2 separate regions of the Bombyx mori genome follow, and region 2 is linked to region 1. Evidence: chromatin contacts called from public Hi-C data. All regions are on one chromosome and are shown on one strand. Each heading gives the region's core, a stretch centred on a gene start, on an enhancer-like site or on the middle of the called end of the contact. The rest is flanking DNA. Distances are from core to core; before and after follow the strand shown.

Region 1 (3,493 bases), core at 511-3,010:
AGCCATCGTTGATACGACGTGCATCGCGATACGTGACGGCGAAACACCTCTTTAATATTAATAGCTTTTACTGCAAGACCATCTCAGTGAGGATAATCAGAAATGTCAATATTAATAGAGATGCAACGATACTTAGTTTATCGAGAATAGAAAATTTGTGTTTGTTAAAACATACCTCGTATTGATGTTGAGTGAAATCGATTTTGGAGATTTCCGCATCAGTCGAGTCTTCGTCGTGTGGTTCCGAAGAGACGCTGATTCGTACTCCGCTCGAACTGTACGAGAATGGGCCTGAAACAATATACATGTGACGTCATTCATTTTTCAGCGGATATTCATGGTCAAAATTTTATGTGTATCAAGTTTTTAGTATGGGATGTATGAGTTATGTTTCCTTAGCCTATCTAATTTACAAAACAAGTAATACAAATTGTCTGTGACCCACTACTACCGAAGCTATTACTTAACTAAAACGCCTGCAATTATCGTTTTTGTCAAAAAAAATACTGATACAAATTTATAGAATTTTGTGTAAATGAGCAATTTTAAAAGCGAACGCGGAATTTTAACGTCATCTAACAGCTTCGGCCTTTAAAACTACCAAAATTCTCCAATTATTACCAAGAACAAGACTTGGCTGTATGGACTAAAGTCCTTTGCCTTTCCATTAGGGATAAATTAATATCACACCATCACATCGTCATCTAACTTATCGAGGGTGGCAACATTACAGGAGACCCATATAATGTTAAAATTTCGAAAGAATACCATAACAAACAACTTGTGCAGCACGTTCAAATTTGAATGGAGTAAGCTTAATTGAAAATCAATTAAAAATATCGAACTGTTGATACCAATACCAAATAAAACGGACCTTTAATTACAAAGATTAATGCCACGTATTAAGTGAAATGTCGCTTAACACAAATAGCCTTTCACCCCTCGATATATATTTTAGCAATAAAACCGTAGATTCCGTACCAGTTAGTAGGCACCTAAGTTGTGTAGTAATAGTCTCAACCAGTCTATTTAAATCTGGTTTAATAGTGCCGGTATAAGTAACGCCATCTATCGCCGATTAGTCGAACGAATATCGAAGGATATAGTAGCACCTAGAACGCTCGGGAAGTACAACGCCATCTATTGTCAGATTGCGGAAAACAATACTAGAGATGTGTGGAATATTCTCGATAAATCTAGGGATGAGGTATCGGCTATGTAGAGATGATGTTGTACTCGAAGCGAAACAGCGAACGGATCACCTGAAGCGAAGCGGAAGAAGCGAATTGAGCGTTTTAAAGTGTTTAAGTGTTCTAAGTGTTGAATACAGTGTTAACTTGTAATTCGGTAGAATTTTATTTATCCCGAACCCCAGCGCGTAACAATAGTCTAAGATTGAAGGCGCGAACACATCGTAATGGTGGCACATTATACATTTACCATAACATGCACTCTTCACTACATAGTATAAAACAAAGTCACTTTCTCTGTCCCTATATAATATGCTTAAATCTTAAAACTACGCAACGGATTTTGATGCGGTTTTTTTTAATAGATAGAGTGATTGATGAAGAAGGTTTATATGTATAATAACATCCATTAAATAGTGGAGAAATCAATAATAAATTACAGTTTCCGAAGCGAAGCGAGGGCGGGTCGCTAGTTTATGTTTATTAAAGTAACTGTAAATACCTAAATATTTAAGTATATGTGACCCGTGCTCCCGCAGTAATGGAAGTTCGTCGCCCCTTACGCTATCACCGCTTTTTTTTATTATAATTTTATTACGTGATGTGAATCATTATCTCCACAACGCGTTCGTACTTACCGACGGAAATTTCGAAGTTTGTTGACTGCTTTAAAAGCGCACTTTTAACTTTGGTACGAATAATGAGCATGTTTTTTCGCTTTTACTAAATACAGAAGTGACTGCTTTATAGTATGTTAAGTAATATAAGAAAGCTAAGGAAAGGTAGATGGCAAACGTCCCAGAGGACGCAGTCCCACGACATGGTCGGACCAAACACGATCTTCTTTAAGCATTAACTTCCACAATGCCCTTCATGAAGCTAAGGATCGCAGCAGATGGAGGAAATAGTACGGGAGAAACTGATGCAGCGGGGGAGTCACGACCCTCAGTAATGGGGAAAACGACGCGAGGAGGAGGAAGTAATATAAACGCTTCCGTAGGTAAGTTGTGTGTTTGGTTATTGAACATTAGGCGGACTATAAATTACATCTGCTAATATCCAACATAGAAAATGACAATATTTAAAAAAAAAAATCGCGCGATTACCTTGGTTCAACATGTACCTGAGAGATAGTTTTTCAGAACAACAAACAAAGATTTTCTGTGAACTGGTTGATTGTTTGTATTCTAGTATTCAATCATGTCAATGATTGTACAGAATATATTCATTATTAAAAAAAGTTTTTGTTTACAACATCCTAATTGTCAAAATGAGAAAACATTATATAAACTACTAACGACCCGCCCTCGCTTCGCTTCGGAAACTGTAATTTATTATTGATTTCTCCACTATTTAATGGATGTTATCTATCTATCTATATATATAAAAATGAATTGCTGTTCGTTAGTCTCGCTAAAACTCGAGAACGGCTGGACCGATTTGGTTAATTTTGGTCTTGAATTATTTGTGGAAGTCCAGAGAAGGTTTAAAAGGTAGATAAATATGAAAAAGCTCGGAATTAAATAAAAATTACAATTTTTATTTTTCCTTTTTGTGTCTGTCCCCCGTCGGACGGATTCCTTTTGTTTGTTTTATGTTCATTTTATACAATAGTTTACGTCTTTTATTTTTCGATTGAGGCACTACGAAGTCTGCCGGGTCAACTAGTTATACATATAAACCTTCCTCTTCAATCACTCTATCTATTAAAAAAACCGCATCAAAATCCGTTGCGTAGTTTTAAAGATTTAAGCATACATAGGGACAGATATAGGGACAAAGAAAGCGACTTTGTTTTATACTATACAGTGATGACGAGTGGGAACATCGCGTTGTCTCTCTCGCACGTAAATATTAATTTAGTGGTCATGCCTCAGGACAGATTTTCGTATGTATTTACTCTATCGTTTTATGACTTTTTATTTTATTGTTGTAATATTAATTATGTACCTAATTAACCTATTAAACACATTATAAAATAATGACATTTTATCCGAGATTAATATTGTTATAGATTAAGAACTTGGGAAGGAGCTTAAATATTGAAATCAATGCTCTTAAATCGATCGATTTGCGGTGTTCAAGGGAAAAAAACAACGGAATATTTTCATACATTATTTATTACATTTTCACTGAAATCGCAACTTCATAACAATCGTATTGTATAATATGAATTCAGATTTTATTTGGACACGATTTTTTTAATTGGTTTTCTTCAAGCCGCACAAATATAAGAGAGAGGAAAACCGTGGTTTGACCAGCCCTGACTTAGATGAAGGATTGCCTGCCTAATTGCCTGCACG
Region 2 (3,570 bases), core at 146-2,645, 43 kb after region 1:
AATATTGTTTGAACATTTAAATTATAGCATTTTTAACACGTTTTTATCAACTTGACATTTGATAGTGACATTGAAAAATTGCACACGGATCAAATACATACCGGTCAAAATAAAATAAATGCATTATATTAGTCTGATATTATACACATAACGCTAAATTTTTAATTAGGCTTGTTATAAAAGTGTGTTTTTTAAGCTTTTCAACTATATTTTGTTAGACAGTCTATTTGGAAATCATTGTTTGCCACATTAATGCCATTCTCACCCTGCCACCTAGGACTGAAATCTCAATAACATTCGCACAGGTACAACAGTTGTTACCTGTGACCTTTAAACCAGAGCGGATGATTGCTTCGTGGCAGAAATCAACTGCAAGGCAATTCCACTCATACAAGCACGCAAGATTCTTATAATAATGAACTATTTTATTTCTCTTATGACTGAACGTAACATAAACTATTCAATAATATTAAATAAATGAACGTTATAAACAAGCGATTGTAAATAAGTCATATCCCATTGAACCTTGATTTTAATTCAGACCTTGTTCTCAATAACCGAAATCCTTTTACCGGTGAATGTAATTTTTTTTTAAACATAATTCCGAGGTTTTAACTGAATCAAAAGATATTTCACTGCTACTCGAACTAAACGTGTCAAGTTTTCATATTTCCAAAAAATTAATTACTAATAAAAGAAGATTTTAAAGAGACAACTTTTGTGTACGACTGTCTTAAATGAAAACAAGCGTCGCGACGGCGGCAACGATAGTCCCGACTCGCGAGGGTCGGGGTGTGCACCCTTCGTGTCACGTGACAAACGACCTTCAGGCGGCGCACCGACCTTGAGTGTCGCTCGCCCCGCGCGCGGGTCAGAGGTGAATGCACGCTCGCCAGAGTCCCGCACACCATAGCGCGGCCCCGAAAAGTACTCTAACCGACGCACCTCACCTTGACTACGACACCATGGCCTGAACGCTCCTGGCGCTGCTGTATCAGACTCGAACACCCGGCCGTCGCAAACAGGTAACAGCACGACGCGGCACACCTTTCCCATAAAATACAACCGACAAGTTTATTGACATCGAGTCTCACTAACGATTGCGCAAATGTACGAATGTAACAATCTTTCTAAAGTTCAAAAAGCACGCATTGTCTTGGTTCGCTTAAAAAAACACTGTCCGTTTAAGTTTTAATTGTGTGTTCACTCAAAAAATACTTTTTAACATAAAAACATTGGACACAATACACAAACGCAGGCGCTATGACACTACGTCCTCTAAGCTCCGCAAAACAAAGCGGAATAAGCTGAATAAAGTTGAACTGTTGAACGTTGCGATTGAATGAACATGACATCTAGCTGGTCGTAAAACCTCGAAACAAAGGACATCTAGTGACTATCATACTGACTGCTTCGCATTAAATATTGAAATCGATCCACTGATCAACTAGAGATGGCGCTGTATTGGTTTATAATCCTCCAGATGTTTTTTTTTTGGTGATTTTATGACCTGGTAACTAAGACTTTTAAGTCATGTCTTATTTTAATTTATATTCTTATTTTTACGAAAAATGATAATATGGAGTGAAATGAAATGAAAATGATTAATTTGAGACATTAATCAACTGGGATGAAATTAAATGAAATGAGATGATATGGGATGAAATATAATCTTAGCAAAATGGTGGTCATTTACTAAGATTTTTCAGTGGACTTTTTGGAGGATCCCGAGAAGTTGCGTCCAGCGGCTTTGTTTCATTTTCCCACATTTGTGCACTTTCACAGATATTAAACAGTTAATAAACCACCGTTATTACACATTTAAACCTGAAGAAACACTAAATATACAAAATAAAACAAATCACACAACTTCACTCCTCGCGTTCCCGCCAAAAAGTCCTCCTCCAGATATGACAGACATAGACACAACACTAATTTACGACAACGTAGGTAAAGTCGTGTTCTCTACATACCGCTTTAGACTTTCTTCTTTCTTCTTTTCTATGGAGGGTAGAGGTATTCTTTTCAAATTGAGCTTTTTTTTTTTTTAATCTTTCTAGTAACCTATGTTGCGTCCTTAAGCCTAATGCTACTAATTGTTCCAGATATTTGTTCTATGGAAAACTGAAAACGCTATGGAAACAAGAGATTTAAATGAAGTAGATTTATTTAATATTAATAACAAAAGGAGATTGAATAACATGGAATAGAATAAAATGAATTGAAATTAGATACGATGAAAATAAAATACTAAAAGATACGAATTTCCTGAGACTTCCGAACTCGAGAACTCACGTCCTCTGTCGTAGTTACTCATTTTTTTACTGCTACTTTAAGTGGATAAATGCGATCCACGCTCATTTCTTGCTTTTCGCTGAGCTTAAGCTTAACTAATGTTTGTTGTTTTATTAGATTTTCTTCTTGTTAATGTAAATACAATAATGAATCCGAAAGTAAATTCGTTAAAAACCAATATGTCTGTACTGTTGAAAAAAAGGTAACAATTTTTTTCAACGTTAAGAAATAGCTAATGATATGCAATATGGATTTCAGCATAAAATATCAGAGAGGAAATATAATTTTTACAAAGACTTAGAATATTGAATAATAATATAGCTCACTGAACTAAATCTTTACTATTCTATTTTTATTTAACAAAAAGAGGCAGCACTCGTATTTTTTAATTAATCAGTGATTAAAAAAACAATTACTTAGGTTATAAGAGGTGCTAATTAAGGGAAAGGTCGAATAAAAACTTAAACTACTTTTACGGTTTAATCTTGTTTTTATTGTTATTTATTACACTATCCGCTATCTACGACATTTCGAATATTTTGCAGTTCTCGTTCTCAGTACACTAGTGAAGACTCCACTGAAGTAGGTAGGTCTATGAAAGACTCCGAATAGTCTGTGACAGGACTTTTTGGCGGGAACGCGAGGAGTGAAGTTGTGTGATTTGTTTTATTTTGTCTATTTAGTGTGTCTTCGGGTTTAAATGTGTAATAATGGTGGCTTACTAACTGTTTAATATCTGTGAAAGTGCACAAATGTGGGAAAATAAAACAAAGCTGCTGGACGTAACTTCTCGGGATCCTCCAAAAAATCCACTGAAAAAATCTTAGTAAATGACCACCATTTTACTGAGATTATATTTCATTCCATTTTATTTCATCCCAGTTGATTAATGTCTCAAATTAATCATCTTCATTTCATTTCACTCCATAATATCATTTTTCATAAAAATATGAATAAAAACTAAAATAAGACATGACTTAAAAGTCTCAGTTACCAGGTCATAAAATCCCTTAAAAAAAGTCTGTGACAGTGACATATTGAATCAATGACAGTGACATTGCAGTGTGCAGTCAATTTTTAGGCTGATGTTTTGTGTTTTACTTTGGTTGTGGTTCATTGTTGACTAGTTCACCTTCAAAAACGACTGGTCGTTTTTAAATTAAAAAAATCAATTGAAAATACAATAATTAAACGAACGCTTTAAGTTTGAAAATATAACTACATCAAACTATTCAGACTAAACTAATCGCTTTGATTAACCGCTTTGAAACTAAT

Evidence for each region. A called contact is a pair of places that touch in the nucleus more often than the background predicts.
Region 2: a contact with region 1 is called in a Hi-C map of whole pupa, with 2.7 times the contacts expected there. The contact joins the promoter of LOC692364 here to the enhancer-like site in region 1. A contact is called at or near these places in 6 of 7 Hi-C or Micro-C datasets (middle silk gland, midgut, posterior silk gland and 1 more).

What each region holds. Positions count from the first base shown.
Region 1 is chr15:3,584,096-3,587,588 of ASM3026992v2, forward strand. It overlaps LOC692364 (nuclear hormone receptor FTZ-F1 beta), which reads right to left. Exons shown (of 17, transcript XM_021349645.3): 3 at 176-291. Among protein-coding and RNA genes, the nearest start is that of LOC119629546, 15 kb to the right of the region's middle. Within about 2 kb of position 1,761, at least 1 of the 8 cell types and tissues checked has open chromatin away from gene starts, as enhancers often do.
Region 2 is chr15:3,627,214-3,630,783 of ASM3026992v2, forward strand. LOC692364 (nuclear hormone receptor FTZ-F1 beta) reads right to left here and starts at 1,396. Exons shown (of 17, transcript XM_021349645.3): 1 at 946-1,396. It overlaps LOC101741875 (ras-related protein Rab-9B), which reads left to right and starts at 3,329. Exons shown (of 4, transcript XM_004928578.5): 1 at 3,329-3,570.